Linked DNA regions of Oryctolagus cuniculus: region 1 is linked to region 2. A link is a contact called in public Hi-C data. All regions are on one chromosome and are shown on one strand. Each heading gives the region's core, a stretch centred on a gene start, on an enhancer-like site or on the middle of the called end of the contact. The rest is flanking DNA. Distances are from core to core; before and after follow the strand shown. Region 1 holds the start of EEF1B2 (eukaryotic translation elongation factor 1 beta 2). Region 2 has its middle 13 kb from the start of CMKLR2.

Region 1 (4,816 bases), core at 1,854-4,353, 74 kb after region 2:
CTGGAGGGTGAACCAATGGCAAAAGACCTTTCTCTCTCTCACTGTCCACTCTGCCTGTCAAAAAAAAAGGAAAAAAAAAAAAAAAGAGATAGAGCTTCCATCCATGGTTGTGGGACTCCACATAGGTATAGGTGCCTAAGGACTTGGGCCATCACTGCCTTCCTAGGCATTTCAGCAGGGAGATGGACGAAAAATGGAGCAGGTACAGGTGGAGGATTACCAAGCTGTGCCCCAACACTGACCCCACAATATTTACAAGTGAGATTTTAACAGTACTTTTTCAGGTACCAATTAATCCCAACATGAAGATGCAGGATTACGGCAAATCACATCGTGAGCACCATGCATTGCTGCTGAGTACCTCACTTGGGGTACAGGATTGTATTGCAACTGCAAAATATCAAAGTGCTAAATCAGAATTTTATTATTTATGAATTACATACACAATGAATTCCTTCACTCAAAATGAAAAGTTAATATATAATATATACATGTATACCACCCTCTCATTCAATGAACTCAAGAGCCAAGGGTTATCTTTCAAGCTTTTATTTAAGTGAAACAATCCAGGATGGATTTTAGATCTTGTTGAAAGCAGCCACATCCATGGATTGCACATAGTCCTCAAAAGCCGTGATCTGCTCCTCCAGCATATCTGTTCCAACTTTGTCATCTTCAACTACACACTGTATTTGAAGCTTCTTAATTCCATACCCCACTGGAACTAGTTTAGCTAAAAAAGAGCATTAAAAAAAAAAAAATCTCAATTAGAAAAGTCCTGTTGGTTGGCAAAACTTCAAACTGCATGCAAATTCCATGATGCTTCATAAAGAAAAAATTAAACTCACAGGAGCCCCAGACCAAGCCATCTGCTTGAATGCTTCTGACACACTCCTCCAATTTTACCATATCTGTTTCATCATCCCAGGGTTTCACATCTAGTAAGATGGAAGACTTGGCAACAAGTGCAGGTTCTAAAAAGACCAATAATCATCATTATTCAAACACTCAACAACTATTATTTTCACCCTAGTCCAACTGGTTGATTTGGGCCATCTCTTCGGCCAAACAAAATCAGAGTACATCTCATGTGTGTCACACATATGCCCACTTTCTGTTTTGCTAAGAAAGAGGTGTTTAATTGTGTAACAGTTTCTTTCCCACAGTGGAATGCCACAACTGCTACCATAAGAACAGCTGCAGACCAGTAGCTGTGGAAGTTTTAAGTGGAATAACCTCTATGGAAGGTTTTAAAGTACCGCTGTATTCAAGGAATGTAGAGGAAATTACTTTGGGGCCAAGCAGTTTACCCAATCATGAAATAAAATAAACAGTAATTATAAAGTAGCTTACTTTTGGCTTTCTTTGACTCATACTGTGCAAGTCGTTCTTCCCTTAACCTCTTTGCCTCTTCACTTTCCTGTAAAGAAAAATTTCAATGTTTCACAAAGCTGACTGCTTCTTTGTATAAAGTTAACAGGGTCAGTCATCACACAACAAAAACCCAGTTTTATCAGAAAAAAGCAAATCCATCACGAACTCAGCCGAAAGATGGTGATGTGATTTTAGTCATCATGTAACTGGTGAGAATTTTTTAAAGGCAGGTTGTAGAGAAGCCAGGCATCAAGTCCAGGCACTATGGCTCCACAGCCTGTGTTTATGCACAATGACATGCCATACCTCCTCATCATCAGATCCAAAGAGGTCAATGTCATCGTCATCTTTACTATCTGTGGCTCCACTTCCTGTGGTGTCTTCCACATCTGCAGGGCCATACCTGCCCAAAGCTTTTTTTATTCCTGGCAGGCTTTAAAAAAAAGAAAAAAAAAAATCACCCACTATTAGGTTGGTTTAACATCCCCCCCCCCCCCCCCGACAATCTGTGTTTTCAGGACTACTAATCACTAGGTCCCTTTTGGATTAACAAGTTATCCTTTTGAGACTCCCAAGTAAAGTTAACTTTTCTATGTTTAACTCAGCCAGCAAACATTAGTACCATGTAAAACATTATATTCAACACTATGATTTACTCTTTCAGTATGAATATTTCTGTTCAAGATTTCGTTAAGCTTGCTCAGTTGCATTCTTAGTAAACTTGAGTCCACTTCCCCAAACTTCCACCCTTGCTGACCCTTTCAGAAGAATGGCCACCCTCTCACCCCAGAGGCACCTTCCCCCACCTCCCAGGGCAGGGTCGAAGCACACTGACGGGGCGGGGGGTGGGGTGGGGAATGCTGCACTGCTGTTGTCCATCTTCTAAGTGGAGGGCTTCAGTCTCCTGGCCTTCTAAGGTCACAAAGCAATTTAGCTTACAATAGCCCAACAGAAGTGGCGCAGCCGGGCCCAAATGTGAAAATCCCGATCAAACTTACAAAGCGGTCTCATTCTCCAAACAGATATAAAACAAAGGTTGCTTTACCTGGCCTTCTCCTTCTCGTAGGACTTGATGTGATTATACCAGCGTAGGGCATGACACAAGTCGGCAGGCGGCGGGCCGGAGACGGCTTCGAACACTGCCACATCTGCCTGGGACGGCACATACCTGCCGAGGACGCAAAACCGACGCGTTTTAAAAGACGCAACCACCAACAAACCACCGCAGACGCCACACCCGCCAAATCCACCAGCGGGAACACGTCCACGGATCACCGGGCTACCTAAGCTTCTTTAGTCCTTTAGCTCCCCTTCTCCTGGGCCGTGCCTGTCACTTACGGACCTCCAACCCTGCAAACCCAACACAGCTCCACCTGCATCCGTTACCAGGGCAAAGCCGCGGAAAAACCAGGGGCGAATCGAAGCGGTACCCTTGTCCCCTCGCAGCCCCCTGCCCCACCAGCCACCGGAGACGGAAAAGCGGCGCTTTCCACCTCAGCCCCGGGCCCGTCCTCCGATGGAGGCTGGGCCACGTGGCCCCGGCCGGCCCGGGCCCGGGAAGCTCCTCAGCCGGCCGGTCCCGGCCCGTCCGCTCACCCCTCGATGTAGCTCTTGTCCGCCAGGTAATCGTTGAGCACCTGGAGGCCGGCGGGGCTTTTCAGGTCTCCGAAACCCATGGCGTCAGCTGTAGCCGGGAGCTGAGGGCAGCGGAGCAAAAGAGCGCAGGCTACGGCGCCCGGCTCTAAGAGAGAAAAAAAGGGCCCGAGTACGCCGGAAAACTCCTTATATAGAGACGGAGGCGTTTCCCTCCGCCGCACGCGGCCGAAGGTTAAAGGTCAAAGTAGGTTAGTCTTCTCCTTCCTCTACGTAAAAAATTGAAGATTCAGAATTAAGTGGCACACAAATTGTCCGTATTGTCTTCGTATAGCGAAATAAATTTAAAAAGCGAGTCATTTCTCAAATTCGTACCTCCACGACGCCCAAAGATCGCGGGAACCGCCCCTTGGAGCTCCGGAGATGACCGAAGGCGCTCGGTTCCCGGGTTTCCGGCCACTTCCGGCGGAACTGCGGACCCCAGTCGTTCCGTCCTGCTGCTGCGACCTCCGTCCCGCCCTCTGTCGGGCCTAAGCGGAAAATTGTCGAATGTGGGGTTTCTGGTCCCTCCTGGGTTTCCGTAGCCCGGGCCCGGTTGACGGAGTTAGCCGAGACCGCCATATTGAATAGGCGACCCGGCTTCTGAGAGGGTCGGAGTGGTCCGGACAGGTAACAGCGCAGCCTCGGCAGCTCCGGGGAGAAGGTGAGGTTGTATTTGGGTCGGAGGGCTGAGGTTTCTCAGCCAGGGGTTTATTTTTTGGCAGGAGGACTGTTTCACATGGCCCGGGACACTCATTCTCCTCTTGTCCTTGACTGGGCACCGCCTCCCTCCTGCCCGGCCCGGGAGTCCCCGCGAGCCGGCAGGTGAAGGCTGTTAGTGATGATCTCTGCCCTGAAGGAGCAGAGGGGAGGTAGAGGGTCCGAATGCAGGCTGTGGGCCAGCTTCTCCCTGCAGGCAAAAGCGGATCGTTCCCTTCGTAGGAGAAGGCCGTTTTGTCCCCGGTGGGAGGAGCTGTGTCAGGTGACTAAGACCTAAAGCCTAAGATGAGAACTTCCCCCCGAATTTCCACATACCGTACCTGGGACAGTGCATCATTGCTTAGTCGCCGTTGATTTCGCAGCCGTCATGCCTCTGATCTTTGCTTTTTTGTTGTTGTTCAATTGACCACCTTGGGTAGCACTTTTTATCCCTTTCACTGGTGGGGAAACTCAGCGGGAGGACTTTTAAAGGTAGCTCACGGTCGTACCGCGAATGACACGGCTGTGTTGCTCGCCAGTTTCGGGGATCAGATCTGATGCATGTACTGTAAGGTCATGGGTCAGACCCTACTCTGCAGACACCCAAGTTCAGAGTATAGCAAACAACGTGAGTTGTTAACATCAGGTTTTCTTTTTGTGCAAAATTCTGTTTTTAAACCGAGTTGTCGTTAAGTAGAGTTGTAAGGGTGGCAGAGAACCTGCACTTCTTACTTCCAGGAAAGTGATCTCTTTATGAATTATGGCCAGAGATTGGAGATTCACTGGTTATTGAACCTGTACTGTGAAGTCAGAAATGAGTCCATAAAGAAGACTAAGGTGGGTGACTGACTAGGAAGCTGTCAAAAAAACTTTAGATAGGCTGGTGTAGGAGAGCCTCGGGACTGGGAGGAAGCTGTTAAGCCAAGATTAGAAGGATGAGGAGGTTCCAGAAAAATCCAAGGGAAGAATATGTCAGTCTGAGGCCACAGCCAGTAGGAAGAAGGTTGGGCTGTGGGGACATTGTGGAAGAGAGAGGTCCCATCTGCTGGTTCACTCCCCAAATGGCCGGGGTAGCAGGGACTGGGCTGGGGAACGAAGCCTTCAGGAAGAA
Region 2 (5,193 bases), core at 65-2,564:
GTCAGCCACAGAGGAAGACAAAGAGTTCCAGGCTCCTGGTTTCATCCTGGCCCAGCCTTGGCTGTTGCCGGCATTTGAGGAGTGAACGAGTGGATGGAAGCTCTCTAAGTATTTCTTTATCTCTCTATCTCTTTACCTTTCAAATAAAATAAAATAAGTTTTTTTTTTTTTAAATAAAAAAGTGTTCTCACTAGATTTTAAAAAAAATCAGGGTGTTCTCAGATGAGATTTCAAAGTGCTGTCTTATAGCCCATGTCTCTCTCTCTCTCTCTCTCTCTCTCTCTCTGTCTCTCTCTCTTTAAAAGATTTATTTATTTGAAAAGCAGAGTTACAGAGAGAGACAGAAAGAGAGATCTTCAATCTGCTGGTTCACTCCCCAAATAGCCACAACAGGTGGAGCTGGGCCAGTCTGAAACCAGGAGCCAGGAACTTCTTCTGGGTCTCACACATGGATGCAGGGGCCCAAGGACTTGGGCCATATTCTGACACTTTCCTAGGTGCCCTAGCAGGGAGCTGGACTGGAGTGAAGTGAAGCAGCCATGACCTGAACCGGCCCCCATATGGGGTGCTGGGCTGCAGGCGGCGGTTTTAGCCTCTACATCACAGTGCTGCCCCGCCCCCCCCCCACTGTCCTCTTACAGAGGGTAACAGTGAAACAAGCCCTGCCATTCTCTCTGATATTTCCTGCAGCTCCTTCTCCTCCTTCTCCCAGGACTCAGGAACGCATCCCTGAGCAGCCTGCCTAGCAGACCTTGACCACACTGTCTTCGGTTTTGCCCTCTTGCTGCCTTCAAACCAAACCTGTGACCTTCAACTCTGTGTACTTTAGGACGATTTCATTTCTATGAGGTTCCCAATGCAGAAATCCCTTTACCCCTCTCTCTCTTTCTCTCTCTCTCACACACACACACCAGTCTTCCAGATCATGCCCAAGCAAGTCTGAATCCTGGGTTGAACCAGTCTCAGTCCTTGAAGCAGGGATCCCCATTCCCACCCTGCTGGAAGGGTGGCAGGATCAGCCCCCGGGGCAGGTGGCTAATTGCTGCCTCCCTGAAGTACATCAACGTATCAGCAGTGCCATCAGCACTCCTGGAGACCAACCCTGCCATGAGCCAGAAAAAGCTGCTTTTCTGCCTGCTGGAAAATCTTTCTGAGACAAAGTCTGGTCCTCTTGAAGCATTAGCTAGGATTTTAGGCCATGGGAAAACTAATCATACTCCTGCACTGTGGGGCTCCACAAGGGGAAATGAGGAGAGCCGCTAAGTAGGTAACTGCAGTGTCTGAATGAACACACCAAGGCAGGCCACCAATTCCAGATCCCGCCTGAAGATGGGGAAGGAGTTCTTAATATTCCACCACACTCGCTTCTCAGAGATGCCGGCCCGGACTCGGTCAAAGTTTCCAACCATCTTAATTTCTTAATGACGTCTCTTGAGTGCTTACCAAGGTCTCTAGAGACTTCCTAGAATTTGGAGTATCTCATCCTGAAATGGCCACAGCCCCAGTCCTTCTTGCTCTGATTCCAGGGCTCACGTACTGGGTCACCTACTACCACTAAAATCCATTGTGACCGGGAAGGCAGGGGCAGGTAAAACACAACACAGTGGTCCAACCAGAGAGAACAGATGCAGCTGCCCACTGATGGCATTATCTTGTCCCTGGACCACACTGGTAAAGTGTTATCCCTAAGGTCTTACGACAGAAAGCTACTATCAGGATCCATGAACATCTTGTACACTTCATTACATTGAAAAGTATCCCTAAATCAGATGGGCTAACTTATGCTGCAACCACAAACAATCCCAACATGAGAGCTGCTTAATACAACCAAGACTTATTCTCACTCTCATTCCACGTCCATCAGACCTTGGCTGGATACTCTCACTCCAGGACCCAGGGGAAAAGGAACAGTCGCTCTTTGGAATACTGCCTGTCTCTGGGGCGGAGGAAAAGACAGAACATGTGTCAGACACTGAATTTTGAAAAATCAGAAAAAGGAAAAAGCATCTTCCTTCTTTACCTACAGAATACCTTTCCATTTCCAAAAAAAAAAAAAAAATTAAAAAGTCAGCAAACCAACCTTTCTCCACTTGCTATTATTACTAGCATCTTTCTGTCAGCACCTGGTAGAAGTAAGTCAGCACTGTGCTTCTCACTGCCCTCCAATTAATGTTCAAATCATGCGATCTGGCTGCCCTTATTAAGGACACCAATGACTTCCTTTCCCATTCTACCCCCTACTGGTCATCTCTGAAACACATCGCTCTAATGGCTCTACTCCCCTTTTAATCTTTCGGGTTAGCATTTGGACATTGGAATATTTTAAATCCAGATATCATATGATTGACTCTGTTAATACTTCAGCATCACTGCTACCTAACAAGAACTTTTTTGGAAAACGTAACTGTCTTCCCGTGACCACATCAGACAAAAGTAACAGAAGCCTTTATTTATCTAACAGCCGGTACTTACTGAAATCTCCCCGACTGCCTCAAAGGCAGTCAGGATTCAAACAAGATCTACACATTTTAATCTGGTTATGACCTGTTAAATCTCTGCTCCCTTATATTTCTTTTATTTTATAATAGTCGCTCCTCTCCCCTCTCATCCTCGTATCATTGATTTGTTGGAGAATCAACAAATCTCCACAATGTTCCACATTTTGAACGTGGCTCATTGCTGTCTCCTAATGTCATTTAACTTCTCCTCTACCTCTGCATTTCCTGTAAATTGGTAGTTACATTTGGAGACTTGATTAGATTTGGTTCATTTTATTTTCTGCAGGAATATGCCACAGGTGATGCTGTGCCCTTTCTATTGTATCACATTAAGGGGCACAGAATGTCTGTTCATCCCACTTACAGTGAGGCTAAGATTGATCCATGGGTTCAGGCAATAAGACGATTTTCTCAATTGTAAACTTCCCCCGCCAACCTTTAATCTAATTGCTTTAGCACCCACTGAAGATTATTGCCTAGCTCCATTATGTCTTCAGGGGTCACAAAATAGTGATTTTCTAATGCTATCATTTTTTCTACAATTATTAGCTGGACTTTTAGTGTTAAGAACAACACTTCTTTATTAACTCTTTGAGAATCTTATAAGGCAGTGTGTACAGAAAATACAGGAAAAAAATGCTTAATTCCTTATTTTTGGAGTAATGAGACTAAATAAGTAATGATGCCCCACTAGTGTCCAGCTGGTGACCAATGTGTTTTTTCCCTTGAGTTCTTTATGAACTCATAGATTTTTAATCTATTTGATGGGTTGCAGTAATTATTTATCTTGACTCCTGCCCAAAATTCCTCTTTCCATACCAGAGAGAGGCCCTTTAAGATGGTTTTACAATAAAAAGGTTTATTTTATTTATTTGAAAGGCAGAGCTGCAGAGAAAGGAAGAAGCAGAGAGAGAGAGAGAGAGAGAGAGAGAGACCTTCTATCCCCTGGTCTACTCCCCAAATGGCTGTAACAGTCACAGATGGGCCAGGCTGAAGCCAGGAGCCAGGAGCTTCTTCCAGGTCTCCTATGTGGTTGCAGGGGCCCAAGCCCTTGGATGATGGTGCTTTCCCAGGCACATTAGCACAGACCTGGACCAGAAGTGGAACAGCCAAGACTCAAACCAGGACATATATGGGATGCCAGCGTAGCAGGCAGCAGCTGTACCCACTATGCCACAATGCAGGCCCCAAGATGGTTCTTTTATACTTTTGACTTGACCCATAACTTCTTCTTTTTTTTTTTTTAAGATTTATCTTTATTTATTTGAAAGACAGAGTTACAGAGAGAAGTAGAGACAGAGAGAAGTCTTCCATCCGCTGGTTCACTCTCCAAATGGCTGCAACGGCCGGAGTTGTGACGATTTAAAGCCAGGAGCCAGGAGCTTCCTCTGGGTCTCCCACGTGGGTGCAGGGGCCCCAGGACTTGGGCCATCTTCCTCTGCTTTCCCAGGCAATAGCAGAGAGCTGGATCGGAAGTGGAGCAGCTGGCACCAGAACAGTGCCCATATGGGATGCCAGCACTTCAGGCCGGGGCTTTAACCTGCTGCGTCACAGCACCAGCCCCTTGACCCATAACTTCCTTGTTTCCCAACCCAAGAAGGGGAAGCCTCATTGCGGCCGAAACCCTATGGGAGGAAGCAGCAGGTATTCCCCATCTGATGTGCATTCCAGGAAGGCCATGCACAAGAGGAAGCTCTCAGCTCTTCAATCCACGGTTAAAAAGAAGGAAGAGAAAGTTCTTGGTACTGTCACAAAACCAGCTGGTGGTGGCAAAATGCCTCGCTAGTACCCCACTGAAGATGCTCCTTAAAAGCTGCTGAGGGTTGGCAAAACACCCTTCAGTGAACACGTGAGGAACCTGCAGGCCAGCACACCCCCAGGGCCGTTCTGAACATCCTCCCCAGGCACCACAGAGGCGGGGGGGGGGGGGGGGGGTTGTCTTCCTGCAGCAGCTGAGCAGTGGCTTGCTACTTGTGACAGACCTCTTTCCCTCAATGGGGTTCCTCCGCGTAGAACACTCCAGAAATTTGTCATCACCACCTCCATGAAAATTGTCATCAGTAGTGTGAAATTCCCAAAACACCTCACTGATTCTTATTTCAGGACACAGCTGCAGAAGCCGAGACACCAGGAAGGTGAGATCTTTGACACAGAAAAAGAGAAAAATGAGATGACAGAGCAGCACAAGGTTGATCAGAAAACTGTGGACTTGTAAATTGGACCAAAAATCCAAGCTGTCCCTCTGCTCTGGGGATACCTGCAATCTGTTTTTGCTCTAACAAGTGGAATTTATTCTCACAGATTTGTGTTCTAAATTTCTTAGGAAGAATCTAATTAAGTAAGTAGTAACAAAAGCCAAAAAAAAAAAAAAAAGTTATGAAGGAGTGAGTGTTAAGATGTCCCTTGGGAGTCTGCGGGCCATATAAGAGTGCCTGGGTTCAAGACTTGGTTCCATTTCTGGTTCTAGATTTCTACAAATGTGCAGCCTGGGAGGCAGGAGATGCCTCAAGTAGTTTGGTCCCTTCCACGCATGTGAAAGAGCTACACTGTGTTCCTAGATCCCAGATATCTGGAAGCACTCTCTATCTCTATCTGTATCTACATCTCTATTTATCTAAAATAAATTTTAAAAGTTGGGATGGGGGGCAGCGGTGTTGTGGTGTAGCTAGTAAAGCCACCGCCTGCAGTGCCAGCA

What was found. A called contact is a pair of places that touch in the nucleus more often than the background predicts.
Region 1: a Hi-C map of skin fibroblasts shows a contact between it and region 2, with 2.5 times the contacts expected there. The contact joins the promoter of EEF1B2 here to the enhancer-like site in region 2. A contact is called at or near these places in 5 of 6 Hi-C or Micro-C datasets (ear pinna, embryonic fibroblasts, psoas muscle and 2 more).

Annotation. Positions count from the first base shown.
Region 1 is chr3:33,740,780-33,745,595 of mOryCun1.1, forward strand. EEF1B2 (eukaryotic translation elongation factor 1 beta 2) reads right to left here and starts at 3,104. Exons shown (of 6, transcript NM_001082399.1): 1 at 2,971-3,104; 2 at 2,420-2,542; 3 at 1,681-1,807; 4 at 1,354-1,420; 5 at 849-974; 6 at 536-733. The coding sequence starts at 3,050. The coding sequence ends at 579. It overlaps NDUFS1 (NADH:ubiquinone oxidoreductase core subunit S1), which reads left to right and starts at 3,422. Exons shown (of 19, transcript XM_002712574.5): 1 at 3,422-3,670. LOC127491911 (small nucleolar RNA SNORA41) reads right to left here and starts at 1,219; the gene lies at 1,087-1,219. It overlaps LOC127491908 (small nucleolar RNA SNORD51), which reads right to left and starts at 1,584; the gene lies at 1,506-1,584.
Region 2 is chr3:33,668,732-33,673,924 of mOryCun1.1, forward strand. No RefSeq gene overlaps it. Among named protein-coding and RNA genes, the nearest start is that of CMKLR2, 13 kb to the right of the region's middle. Within about 2 kb of position 1,315, at least 1 of the 8 cell types and tissues checked has an H3K27ac peak or open chromatin away from gene starts, as enhancers often do.